2 separate regions of the Zea mays genome follow, and region 1 is linked to region 2. Evidence: chromatin contacts called from public Hi-C data. All regions are on one chromosome and are shown on one strand. Each heading gives the region's core, a stretch centred on a gene start, on an enhancer-like site or on the middle of the called end of the contact. The rest is flanking DNA. Distances are from core to core; before and after follow the strand shown. Region 1 holds the start of LOC100279976. Region 2 holds the start of LOC100279793.

The links. Hi-C and Micro-C count contacts between places; a contact is called where the count stands out from the background.
Region 1: a contact with region 2 is called in a Hi-C map of tassel, with 4 times the contacts expected there. The contact joins the promoter of LOC100279976 here to the promoter of LOC100279793 in region 2. A contact is called at or near these places in 5 of 25 Hi-C or Micro-C datasets (bundle sheath, leaf, root tip and 1 more).

What each region holds. Positions count from the first base shown.
Region 1 is chr7:170,501,284-170,504,481 of Zm-B73-REFERENCE-NAM-5.0, reverse strand. It overlaps LOC100279976, which reads right to left and starts at 1,767. Exons shown (of 4, transcript NM_001152924.1): 1 at 1,379-1,767; 2 at 801-1,054; 3 at 1-704. The coding sequence starts at 1,022.
Region 2 is chr7:170,368,911-170,371,909 of Zm-B73-REFERENCE-NAM-5.0, reverse strand. LOC100279793 reads left to right here and starts at 1,716. Exons shown (of 6, transcript NM_001152751.1): 1 at 1,716-1,975. The coding sequence starts at 1,742.

The sequences.
Region 1 (3,198 bases), core at 518-3,017, 130 kb before region 2:
ATTGAACTCAGTATTGATCCTGAATCATCATTAAGGCCAACATAACCAATTGGACTGCCTAATCTGTTTGAACTACTATTGAAGTAAGAACCTATTTGCCGCCCATTGGAGCTATTGGCAAAACCAGAACTTGCACCAAAATATGCACTCATTCCACCTTCAGCATTCATGCCCATTCCATAACCTGGACCAAACGAAGAGAACCCATTCCGTGCACCCGTAAGGAGACCATACCTTCCATCCACCCTCATGCCATAACCACCCAGGGGGTTCGGGTTGTAACCCTGGTTGAAGCCATTTAGGAAGTTATGAACCCTGCTCATAGCATAGTTCTGCCCTCCCGCAGGTGAACGTGCAATAGGACCAGGAGACTGCTCCTTTGGCACAGCCCTCTTAACCTCGACCATTTTACCATTCAGCTCATGGAAGTTCTTGTGCAGTGCCTTGTCCACTGCGTCTTCTGAGTCATATGTGATGAAACCAAAGCCCCTAGGCCTCTGCGTGTTGTGGTCATACATCACTACCACATCGGTTATCACACCAAATTGCTCAAAATACCTCCTAAATTCGACCTCGGTAACATTTGAGGCCAGACCTCCAACGAAGATCTTTCTAGTGCGTCCTGGTCCAGGTGACCCTATGCTGCTGTTGTTCTTGCTCGCAATACTCTGGTCGTCCCTAGGAACGGCCTTCTTTGCTTCCACCTAAATTGGAAACAGATCGTAAAGTGAGAAACAGCTCCCAGTAAAATGTACGTCAATGCAACAGCAGAGAGAAAGGTGAGAGCATAACACAAGTACCATGCGCCCGTCGATCATGTGCTTATCGAGGGTGACGCGTTCGGCGATCCCGGAATCGGCGAAGACGACGAACCCGAACCCACGGGCGCGGCCGGTGTTGCGGTCCCGCATGATAACGGCCTCGGTGACCTCGCCAAAGCGACCGAAGTACGCGCGGAGGCGATCCTCGTCCGTCTCCCAAGAGATGCCGCCGACGAAGAGCTTCCCGGAGTCCGCCTCCATCGTGTCCGTCCTCCCCTCCCCTCCTCCTCCCCCTGCAATCCACAACAGCAGGCCCAGTTTCATACCAGCCAGCCACTGCCAAATGCAGACAAATCCCCGACTTATCCGCAGTGTCCACCACAAAAAAAAAAAAGGACACGGGCATCAAATAGATCCGAGCCGAAAGCAACGCCGCGATCAGGGCAACGAGCGCGCGCCCACACGGGACAAAACGCCAACGCCCCCTCACAAGGCCACGGAATTACGCGGCCGCCGCGAGATCCGTACCAGATCCGGCCGCCCCCGGCGCGATCCGGCACCGATCGGCGCAGCGAGTAACCCGCTGTGCGCGACGGCCGGATCAAAAGGACGCTTACCGGTCGGTCGGTCGGCGGCGGCGGCGAGGAGGGATCAGGGGGCGCCCGCGTCGGCGTCGCCTCTCCTCTCGCTGTCCCGCTAAGATCTCGATGCGGGCATGGGAGGGAGGAGGTGGTGGGAGGAAGTTGCTTGGGTCCGGACGGCACGTCTCGTCTCCTCCTCTCCTTTTTATCAAGCTTTTGCTTCCCCCTCCGCTCGGTGGCTGGCGGGCGATGCCTTGCCTGCCGCGATGCGGTGGTTGTTTGTTTTTACCCTTGCGGGGGAGGCTGCCTTTTTTAATCGCTCCCAGTGCCCTGCGATTGCGGTCCTCGGCTGAATTGGGAAAGGTAAGGGTGGGGGCGGAAATGCATAAATAATGGAGAGGCAGGTCGGCGCCGCGCTGGAGGCGATGGATGATATGGGCTGCTTGTGTGGTGCGGGGAAGGAGACGATGCAGGATAGCAGCAGCTGCTGGGCTGTGGCTACGTGCGCGGCGAAGTGGAGGCCGGAAGGGGGAGAAGCGAGGAGTGAGCGAGGTGGAGCCTACGCGACAGACAGGCACGCAACCGAAGCGGGCGGGGATGGGTTGGGCTCCCGTCCCGTGTCGCCGCGGCGCGCTGGGGCCTGTGGGGCGCGGGCGTGCGGCCCGTCCAATCCTCGCGCTGCGGTATAGGTGCATGCGGCACCCACCCGGCCATCCGGCAGTCATGACGTGAACGTCGAGGTACGTAAAAAAATTCCCTTTTTCGGCTTTACCACTAGTAAGGTACTAAGGTCACTACACGGGCACTATTTTACGGTTATCTTTAGTCAGGGGCGGATTTACGACTGGCTGCAGCCGGGTCGCGGTCCAATAACGCGAGGAGCAGGTCTTCAGCCGCAGCCCAGCAGCTTCGCTAGTCGCTACGCTAGTTCAGCGTCTAGCCGCCGCCGCGCCGAGGGCATCCAGATGCGAAGACGCCAACGCCAGAGCCGCAGACGCCGCACAAGTCTTCTGGCCTTCTGGGCACCCACGCCGCGGCGCCACGCGCCCACGCGAGTCTTCCACCGACGGTCCGGCGCCCAGGCCGCCAGCCGCTAGGCGCCAGGCGCGACCGCGGCACCGCGCGACCGCCCAGCCCAGGCCGCCACGCCAGCGCCACTGCGCCAGGCCCGCCCGACTGCTGTCCGCCTGTCCGCTGGCCCGCTGCCGCCGGCTGCCGCAGTGCCGCTGCCGCACGCGGCACGCCCGCCGAGGCCGAGCGCCCGAGCCGGACAGCCGCCGACCGCCCGACCGAGTGCCCGAGCAGGCGAGCAGAGCTGCAGAGTGTCGGTCGGCCGGTGAGCCCTTCTGTATTTCTGTTTCTGTCAAGTTTGATTTGAAGTTTTAATTTGAATTTGATTATTTATTTGATAGTAATCTCATGTTTAATTATAGCTTGCATCTTGTGTTTAAATTATTTTTAGACTTATTTTTGGACTACATATTTCTTCAATGTTTAAATTATAACTTGCATCTTGTGTCATATTAAATATCAATTATATTTTTTGTTTGGTTTAAATTTTTTTTGTGTTAGTCTTAATTTAGTAGCCCTCCTCTTAGATGAATCCTGGATCCGCCACTGTCTTTAGTGACTCTTTCCCGACAATTATCCTATTCGTACTTACGCTGGTCCAAAGTAAATATTGTGCAATTAAGATCTTGACGTAAAAACGAGTTTATAGTCTGCAGAGTTTCACACATTACATATTTGATTGGTTGCATGCACACCCCGTCAGGTGTGTTGACCAAGCGGATGACTCTGCCTGCATTCGTGGGGCTAAAGCTGCACCTGCAGCTACAACATAGGATAAATATCAC
Region 2 (2,999 bases), core at 467-2,966:
CTGTCATCCTAGTAGTTTTGAAGTCGCTCATTGTCGCTGCTCCGATTGCTGCGAGCGCAAGTTATTGGATTGACTAATCGAAGAGACCATTTGTTTGAACATGGTTTCGAGAAAATCTCCTAACCCTCGGGAGCAGGCGGAGCACAGTGATAGATTTTTTTTAAAAAAAGTCCAAAATTCACCTGAAGGGGGTCAAATCTGAGATCTAGAGGCGCTACTCGGAAGCCTTAACCATTATGTTAGAGGTCCTTTCACTTATAACCGTAAAAACATTCGTGTAGTATCTAAGCTGTGAAATGTTAGCTATAAAAATCGAAACATGTTAGATTGAAATGACTACGAAACAATAACTTATATATATATATTAGCAAAATGCTCGTACATTGCATTGATTTCTATATATTCTTAAGTATAGAGTATAAAATAAAAAATACGTTGTTGTGTTAGTTAAGGGGGTGTTTGGGAGTGAAGTTTTTTCACAGTTTTAGAAGAATACTGCAGTATTCTCAAATACTGCAGTATTATATACAGAATGGTGTTTGGCAAGCTGACTAAAATCTCTGCTTTCAAAACTGAAGTATTGCAAATATTATAGTTGTTTTAAGGTATTCTAAACTTAGGTCTGGACCTCAGTTTTCAAAACTGCGGTATTGTAAACCGCGGTATTGTCATGACTAAAGTATACTGTAGTATTTTAAAAAACTGTGGTTTTCAAAAACTTTGTTCCCAAACAGGGCCTAAGTGTGTGAACATGGGTTTGGAGGTAACAAACATAGTATGAATTCTCATTTGTGAATAATTTTAGGCTTTTTACCATTTAAATATTGGTGGGTGGGGAGAGAGATAAATAGAAGGGAAGGAGTGACACATGACGACGGTGCTTTATAATATAGTCTTTTGTCAAAACAACTGTAAAAGGAGTTTTTTTAAAATTTTTGAAATTTTAAAAGTAGTTAAGTAGAAAACAAAAAGACAAGAAGCCGAGCCTAGAATACTTTGAAAAATATACTATAGGAAAACAACTAATTATAAAATAGTAACATCTTAAAAAATATCTTTGATCGAGTTTTTGGCTTTTGAAAACAAAAACAACTGTAAAACCGCAGTAGAAACAAACGCCAGCCAACTTGCAGCTCCCGCAATCAATTCAGGCCAGATCCCTCTTCCTCTGTTTCGCATTCAATCCCAAGATGATCTGGATGGGTTTCTGCTGTGCGCCTCAGCTCTGACAGGTATCCCATGCAGAATTTAACCCACATTTCCACCACCACCACGGCCCCAGCGCACGTGAAACGTCACTCGTCACTGCCAACGGGACCACCAGAGTGCGGGGCCCAGTATCCAGGGACGTAACAAAAAGAGAGCTTACGGTGCCCCAAAGAGCCGACCCCGCAGCCAGCCAAGGTCGCTGTCTGCACTCCACTGGCCCCACCGGTTTCGTGCCGCGGTTGCTCTGCTCACGCTCACGCGCACGCCACGTCCCCCCACGCTTGCTCCGCTTCCGGCCAGCCCCTGCGATTTCGCGCACGTAGCAGGGGCACAAGGGGCAATCCACGTGCCCCCATTAATCAAGTCAACACGAGTCGCGGCCTCCCACACCACGCTGCCCCCGCAACCAGCCGGGGCCACTTTCCCCAAACTGCCCTTCCCACCATCCCCTCTAGGCTCCAAAACCACCACCTAGCTGCTCGTCGCTCCTTGTCTCGTCTCCTTCACTCACCTCCCCCCGCGGCCCGCGCCAATGGCCGATTCGCCAAACCCTAGCTCCGGCGACCTTCCCGCCGGCGCTGGGTGCTCGCCGGAGAAGCCGGTCCTGGCGGATCGACGTGTGTCTGCGCTCGCCGGCGCCGGCGCGAGGTACAAGGCCATGTCCCCCGCGCGGCTGCCGATATCGCGGGAGCCGTGCCTCACCATCCCCACCGGGTTTAGCCCCGGAGCTCTCCTCGAGTCCCCCGTCCTCCTCAACAACTTCAAGGTAAATTTACCGCGCCTCCCTGTATCTGCCACTCGCGCCACTCACTCACTGCTCCCGTGGGATCTGCGAGTTCCGCCGCCTCCATGTCACGCAGAGGTTGATTCGGGGCGGGGGAAAGAGGGATTCCGATGCGCATTAGCTTTGTTTCCTAGTTTATGAGACATTTGCGCCGGTGGGATTGAGTCGTGGAGCCGGAATATCGAGCTTTTGCCCCGCGCTTTCGCATTTCCGGTGGTGATATGCGGCTTCTGGAGCTGCCTTTCCCGCTGGGTTCTCGGGGATATGGTTGTTTTTGCTCGGCTCCTCCTTCTGGGGCGCCCCTGCGCCGTCTATTTGGTGCGGGGTGATGGGGAGAGCTGTTGCTTGTGCGTCTGGGGGAATTATTCTGTCCGGCACACGCTTAGTGGCCCAGAGAACAAATCATTGCGTGGCTTGGCATTTCTCTCGTGAGGGCTTTAAAGGGCCTTATTTAAGGAAATGTCTCCTCAGCCTCGGGTGGTATGGTACTAGTCTCGACTGCTAAGGGATGGTACACTTCCATAAAGAAAGCATCAAGCTGCTGGGGAAAAGAAAAGAGTGAATTTTGCAAGCTTCGACTATGGATGGCCATTTCGTTGCTGTTCTTTTGTTGAGATTGGTTTAAGTGCTGTCTCTGGTTTTCGTTCTTCTTTCTGACTACTCTCAACCCGAAATCAGTGAGGATAGGATGCTTGATTACAGATTCATAATTATTTTTCTGTTACAGTTTGTTGTTACCGTTGACATTCTTTTATGTTCCCTTTTCCAATCATTAGATGCTTGGCAAATATATTCTTCTCACTGAAGTAAGAATTAATGAAGTTAGTATCCATTTCAGATTTCACCGGTGGTTCTAATAAACCTTTAAGGGCTTGTTGACACCTTTTTTGGGTGCCAAACACTCAACAAGAACCGGCGGCGGTGCTCTCTGCACAGGCGCGGACGGTCCGCGACCAGGGACCGGACGGTCCGCGACCTGGAGCAGGGGCAAAGATTTCCTGCCTGA